2 separate regions of the Danio rerio genome follow, and region 2 is linked to region 1. Evidence: chromatin contacts called from public Hi-C data. All regions are on one chromosome and are shown on one strand. Each heading gives the region's core, a stretch centred on a gene start, on an enhancer-like site or on the middle of the called end of the contact. The rest is flanking DNA. Distances are from core to core; before and after follow the strand shown. Region 1 holds the start of rpl7l1 (ribosomal protein L7-like 1). Region 2 holds the start of heca (hdc homolog, cell cycle regulator).

Region 1 (3,557 bases), core at 456-2,955:
AATGGAATATGATTTTTTTTTTGTTTTTTTTTTCAAACAATATAACATATTCTTGTTTAATTGCTGCCATACAGGCCTTCTCTTTTAAACCACGAGGAGCAGAGGTCACTTTGTTTTAAAAACTCAACCCCATTAGACTCAACCTAATTACACATGTCATTGTGTTGGGGTTGTAAACACAGAACTGCCTCTCAATTTACTACAACTTCTATGTTTAGCTGCTTTGACACAATCTACATTGTAAAAGCGCTATAGAAAAAAAGATGAATTAAAAGCCTACATATTGTTCTTTTTACTTACTGTGCGTCTTTAAGCTTAGAAATAAATAAGGCTGCTATATCTTTTCTAAGAGAATTGGTTTTCTGAATAAGATGATAAAACTTGCGACAATGCCATTGAGAATCCTAAAACATGTCAGCAACTTGTTAAAAAATGTTAGCAATGTGCAAGAACACGCTAAAGATTTTAGAAACACTAAACTTGCTAGCAACAAGTTACAGGGTGATTAATATGCCAACTTGCAAAACATGATATTCAATTCATGTTTATTTCTATAGCGCTTTTACAGTGTAGATTATGTCAAAGCAGCTTAACATAGAAGTTCTCGTCAATTGAAACTATGTGAGTCCAGTTTTCAGAGTTGAAGTTCAGTTTAGTTCAGTTCAGTGTCGATTAATTTTCACTGCTGAAAGTCCAAACAATGAAGAGAAAATCTCTTGATGCACAGCTCCACAAGTCCCAAACCAAGCAAGCAAACATATATCAATATCGTAGCACCTTGTTAAAACTGTAAAAACACAGTTTTTGTTAATGACATGATGTAAACATATCATAACATACTTATAAACAGGCTGGCTGGCGGTAATGGTAGTAATATGGTACAACATATTAACATCTATCTCTCCTGCTAATAAAATATAAAACCTTAAAATTTTAAGCTGTAAAACTGCTTGTAAATTCATTCATTCTCTGCTTTGTCCCTTTATTAATCTGGGGTCACCACAGTGGAATGAACCACCAACTTATCCAGCATATGTTTAATGCAGCGGATGCCCTTACAGCTGCAACCCATCACTGGGAAACACCCTCACACTCTCATTCACACACGTACACAATGGTCAATTTAGCCTACCCAATTCACCTATAGCGCATGTCTGATTGTAGAGGAAACCGACACGAACACGGGAAGAACATGCGAACTCCACGCAGACTTGCCAACTGACCCAGCCAAGACTCCAGCAACCATCTTGCTGTCAGGCGATTGTAATACCCACTGTGCCACCGTGAAACCTTTTAAACTTTGAGCTTTAAAATAGCTTCAAACCTATTGGTCAGGCTTTTTCAACACAACGTTTAAGTTTGTCTTGAGGAAATAGTTTTTTTTTGTTTGTTTTTGTTAAGTTATTTAGGAAAATCTGCACTAATAGTGTAGGCTATTAGTTTTCATACATGCTTAATAATGCATATTTAAATTAAGAAATGTAAGAATTGACAGCCTGCAGAAGGGAAAACTTCATTAGTTTGTCACGTAACTTCTTAAAGCTTATGTGTGAAATGTAAAGCAAATTGTCGATGAAGTAGTAATCACATGGTGATGAACGTGAGTTATCTGATATCAGTGGCAGTGAGTGAAATGTAATAGACACTCCGGAGCGAAAGGGGGCAGTATTACACAAAAAAAGGAAAAAACAAAACGTCATCTTTGTGCGACGGGAATTTGTCACAGCAAACGCGATGGCAGAACCAGGGTGCGTATTTTACTTATTTCGAATCTTAATCAATCTGTGATGAAGATCAAAACTATTATCTAGTTTTTTTCGTTTTCAGCGTCTATATAGTGTGTATAGATTGTTGGATACAAAATTTATCCGGATGACACAATGTGATGAGGGTGATTAGTTAAAGTTTGTTTTCACATGGATCGACTCTAGTCTACCTGAACTAACATGAAAGTTGTTTTTACTATTGTTTTTTTTTTGTTGTAATTTTACTTTAGATCTTAAAGACTGTCTGGCTGTTCTGTCATGTGTAGATGTTTACAATGGACGTACTGTCACGGAATTATTTGTAGTTTTGGAGTTCGATGGCAGGGCTCCAGATTAACATTTCAGAGCAGTGGCACCGATGCCACCAACTTAAACATATGGTGACATACGCTAATGATTTTGTGTTTGGACAGTGCTTTAAAAGAAATTAAAAAATAAGTAAACCAACACTAATAATAAATACAGAGATGCCTCAAAGATATGCGAACAGATAATTTAATCTGGGTAAATTTGGTTGTTTTCGCACATTCAGACTTTCTTTTGAATAAATTAACTTGGGAAATTTTTTTTTTTGCAGATTCAAAACAGGGAAATCATATTAGCAGGCAACAACTCTCAAATAGTGCTAATGTTGTTTTGAAGGCATACTTGCATGCGATTTCAGACCGAATATTTTAATAGGTAAACAATGTATCGATAAACATAACGAATTTGTGAATATAAAATCAACTATGTCTCAATAAACTGATTAAAACTACATCAATGATATTTCTTGATAAAATTATCTGTGGTGAGGATACTAGTCGTAGACACAAAAGTTCCTAAAGGCAATACCTAGATTTAATACTTTCCTTGCTGACATTTATTTCAATATTGAATCTCTTAAGCTTATTAATAATAATAATAGAAATAATAAGTTTTTTAAAACTCATGATAATATTTTTTTCTTAATTATTTAGGCTTTGTAAAGTTTTTGTTGTTTTGTGTGTTTTTCTTATTTTTTCTTCTTGTATTTTTTTATTCAATGCAGTGAGTGATGTTATTATTCTTCAATTTAATAAAAAAGGATACTAGTCATATTGAATGTAATGATGCTACCGTTTTATAGTCAGTTATCATGCTTTAGCTTATTTGTCGTAGCATTTGCTAACAGTTGTGAGACTTTTTTTTAATTAAAAGCAACAATAAAAATAATAGCAAAAGCTTTTATGTTCAGTGATGTATATTTTGTTGTGTTTAACAAGTAAAATCAGTAGACAGAGTGTTAATTTACAGATAAGTGTGGTTACATCACTGAGTCAACTTCTTGCTGCCCATTCCTTTAAATTAAAGAGCATTGTCTGTTGATTCTCTTTACAGGTTTTATCTTTATATTTGTCTTTAAATAAAACATTTAACCTCATCATAAACAAAATAATAGTAGATTGAAGCCATGCAGATAATGAATTGTATAAGGTCTTATAAAGTTTGTATTAAAACATTGATATCTTTTGTTCAGAACTGAGAAAGTGATCAAGCTTGTTCCTGAGAATCTTCTCAAGAAACGCAAGGCATACCAGGCTATCAAAGCCAATCAAGCTAAACTTGCTTTACAGCAGAAGAAAAGGGTAAGAATTCTTCTATGTGTTAATAGTCCAATAATTACTTCAAAAACAAACTAATAAACTAAATATTTCACCAGGTCCAAAAAGGAATCCCCTTCAAGTTTAAGCGCTTGGAGGAGTTTTTGCAAAACAGCAGGAGAAAGCATCGAGATGAGACCAGGCTCGCCAGACTCAAAAAGAGACCTCC
Region 2 (3,528 bases), core at 987-3,486, 140 kb before region 1:
GCCCGCAACCCCCAAAATGACAATGCCAGTGACTCACCACTAATATCCTCTGAAGTGGTTATAAATACAGAAACCTTGCATACAATGGGGCACACACACCAATGGACCCAAGTCTATTCATTGTTTATTTTTTAATGCATGCCAGTGCTATAAATGGGCCAGAAAGTTTAACCTGGTGTTATGAAATCAATCAGCTGCATCTGACGCTACTGCTGTGTCTTTAATATAATGCAATTACCCCAGGGGTTGCAATCCAACAGAACTAGTAACTATAAACAACTATTTTTTCTCTTCAGTAGGTTATGGATAAAATATGGTCATTCTTATAGATTAATAAAAATTTATAGATTTTTGGAAATCACCAGGCGACCCCCCTTCAGTGTCCCCCGACCCCCACTTTGAGAACCATTGCATTTGAGTAATAGTAGACTGTCTGCTTAATATCTGTTGATATGCTCATTCAACAGACATTTAACTGACTATAAGAAACTTTGCAAGTACATGTCAACCTAACAGTCTACTTATAATCTAATGAGAATTAGTTGGCATGTAGATGCAATGTAACTTAAAATCAACAAACGGACCGCCAAAATAAACTGTGATGCTAATTTTGAGCTGAATATTCAGGGATTCCTAAAATGCATGTCAATAGAGATTGGGACTCTAATGGTCCAAAAAAATGTAAACAAAAATACAGGTAAAGCAAAATTACACAGATTTCTTATGAAGTGAAGCAATCAGTCAGTGCAAGAAACAGTATTCATTCTATTCTATTTTGGCTGGAGTTTTTTTAACTCAAAGTGCTGAACTGGTTAGGCAGTGTATGGTAACCTGTTTCAAGGTTTACCGTGGTTTGGAAAAGTCAAGGTTTTAAATCTGCAAAAAAAAAAAAAAAATCAGTAATACCATTCCTATGGTATGTGTATGGGTGTTTATGTGTTGTAAATATATCTGTGTCACTGAAACTAATGAGGATAGAGAAGTCAATGATTAATTTGAATTATTTAGCCTGACATGTTTACTGCTCCAAAATATTATAATATGTTTCCTAAAATCAAATAAATTGTGTTCAATGGGGGGAAAGTTGTTGTTTTTTACTCAGACATTAAAAATGTATTTATTTTAGAGCAGTAATCACAATACAGACATACTGTGGTATTTTTATCCAAGGTTATCATACCGTCAGAAAGTTATGGTGGTCCATCCCTGGTAGCTGATGACTTTTCATACATTTCATGATGGATTCAACTTAAAACTTTAAATGTTCTACAGAACAACAACAAGTCAGCAAAAACTTGCAGGGTGAGTAAAATAGCAGTAAATTTTCATTTTTTGAGAGGACTATGCCTTTAAAGAATGCTTTGAGCGCAGAAGGAAAGGCTCTGTTGCTCTGCTTCACTCATAAATGCAAGCTTCAGTCTACACTTCTGCAAAAGATTTTTGTATTTTTCCTCAAGGTAAAAACACACAACCTGAACAATCTGCCAGACAGCAATTTCAGTTGTTTTAAACGAATAAACATGAATGAATACTTTTATTTAGAAATAAATAAGGATTACCTGGCAGTCTGCTATTCCATCTCACAACATCACCCACTCAAAATACAAGCAAGCATTTCCTCCACCTCAAGAGCCCGTGCCATTCTATGCATAATTAAACACCCAAACAGTGCGTCACTATATTGACATGACCTGCCATTACACAACATTCAATGCCCAGATCACATGTAGCTCCATGTCAAGTGCATGTACCCTTGAGCAAGGCCTAAACACAACCACCTTACAGTTGCAGGACGACAAGTGAAAGCGCGGAAATCTCCGGGCTAATGTCGTAACAACAGTGATGGTGGTGATGACACGCGCGCGAAACAAGTTGCAGCAAGTGAGAAAACATTTGAGGAAGGGAAGGCGCGCGTGCACGTTTAGGGAAACGCACCTATTGCTCGAACCCTGACTGAAGTGAAGTGACGGTCGGTTCTTACCGCTTCTGTTGTCGCTCGGCGGACCCGCCGTGGCTCCGGTCAACGCCGAGGCAGTTCCTCCCGTAACCCCAGACGCAGAGGCTCCATTTTCTTGCTCGTCCCCGCTACTATTCGTGCGTTTATTTCTCTTCCCCTTGTTGCTTTTTTGGTTGGGCATAATGGAGCGCTCAGTATGAATGCAGCCTGTCAGCGACCGCGACCGAGCATTTCTGCGGATATCATGTCGAGGACGGATTGAAGGATGTTAACGCGCGTAAGATGCAGATGTTAGAGCTGGATCACCATCATCATCATCTTCTTCTTCATCATCATCCTCCAGATTTGTGCAGGCAGTCTTGACAGCAGAGGTACACCCTGAAGAAGGCGTGTCCCTCTCTTGTTTTGATTCCTGCTCTGAAGAGAGAATGTTCCTCTGGCTCCGCCTCCATCTCTGATCCAGACCCACAGCTCAGAGTTATTAATAGCACAGACTAAGAGGGAGTCCCGAGTAGATAATCATCGACACGCTGCTAAATTTATTAGAAGTTATAAATGCTCGGCCACCGCATATGGATTCGTGAGTGATGATGGACGTGCTGTTAGAGGTGATTCAAGGTTTTAATTTGAAGTTTTTAAATAGGTGATATAGTGAACCACTTTAAGTTCTGTAACTTAAATCTTTACATCTTTTTATACTGGGGTTCTGGGACCCCCAGAGGACTACAAGGGACTAGATATAAATAAATACTCAAATACACAATGAAACATAATGCTAAAAAATCAGTACATAAAACAAACAAATAGGAAATAAAATAAATTTACATTTAAAATAAATATAAGCTAGCAAATCATCCAAAATGTAATACCCGTTATAAGAAATAAATACCAAATAGGTTAAAATAGAAAAAAAATGTTTCAAATAAATAAATACATTACAATAAGTAGATAAAATGAAATTTAACACAGGGTTTTACTACAAAAGTTCAACGACTTTTCCTGGACTTTCAAGTCAATTTTCATGACCTAATCATTCATGTAATGTCTACATATACATGGTAAATCATATGAAACGTTTAAATTTATTGCAGCATATCATAAAGCACACAATAGTTTCAATTTATTTTTTTATATCTATGTAAAATAGTTGATGCTTACACAGCACTAATCTTGTGAGATCATGTTTTTGACCAAGAAAAGAAAAGAAGTAAAAACAACTAACCTCAATTCCAATATACAGATATTTGTCAAACTACTTTTAAATAATCTTAATAGTTTGTTAAACTAGTAATCGTAGATAAAAGTAGTTCTGTTGTAAAGTCGTGATCACACTGCACTTTTTGCTCCATAGACTTCTATTCATGCATGCGAATGCAACAGACAAAAAACGCAAGCACGTGCTTCGCATTTCACTGCATTCAAAAGTTCAGGCTTGGTGTATTCTTACCTACGAAATCACATCAGGTGATTGCGTGAGAACATTCATTCATTTTCTTTTCGGCTTAGTCCCGTTATTAGTCTGAGGTTGCCACAGCAGAATGAACCGCCAACTTATGCAGCATATGTTTTAT

Evidence for each region. A called contact is a pair of places that touch in the nucleus more often than the background predicts.
Region 2: a Hi-C map of hematopoietic stem cells shows a contact between it and region 1, with 2.7 times the contacts expected there. The contact joins the promoter of heca here to the promoter of rpl7l1 in region 1. A contact is called at or near these places in 3 of 18 Hi-C or Micro-C datasets (caudal fin, hematopoietic stem cells and an unstated tissue) and 4 of 4 datasets of contacts at active chromatin or transcription factors (caudal fin, embryo, gastrula embryo and 1 more).

What each region holds. Positions count from the first base shown.
Region 1 is chr20:39,946,429-39,949,985 of GRCz12tu, reverse strand. It overlaps rpl7l1 (ribosomal protein L7-like 1), which reads left to right and starts at 1,705. Exons shown (of 6, transcript NM_199590.1): 1 at 1,705-1,748; 2 at 3,265-3,373; 3 at 3,448-3,557. The coding sequence starts at 1,735.
Region 2 is chr20:40,088,123-40,091,650 of GRCz12tu, reverse strand. It overlaps heca (hdc homolog, cell cycle regulator), which reads right to left and starts at 2,236. Exons shown (of 4, transcript NM_001045126.2): 1 at 1,982-2,236. The coding sequence starts at 2,138.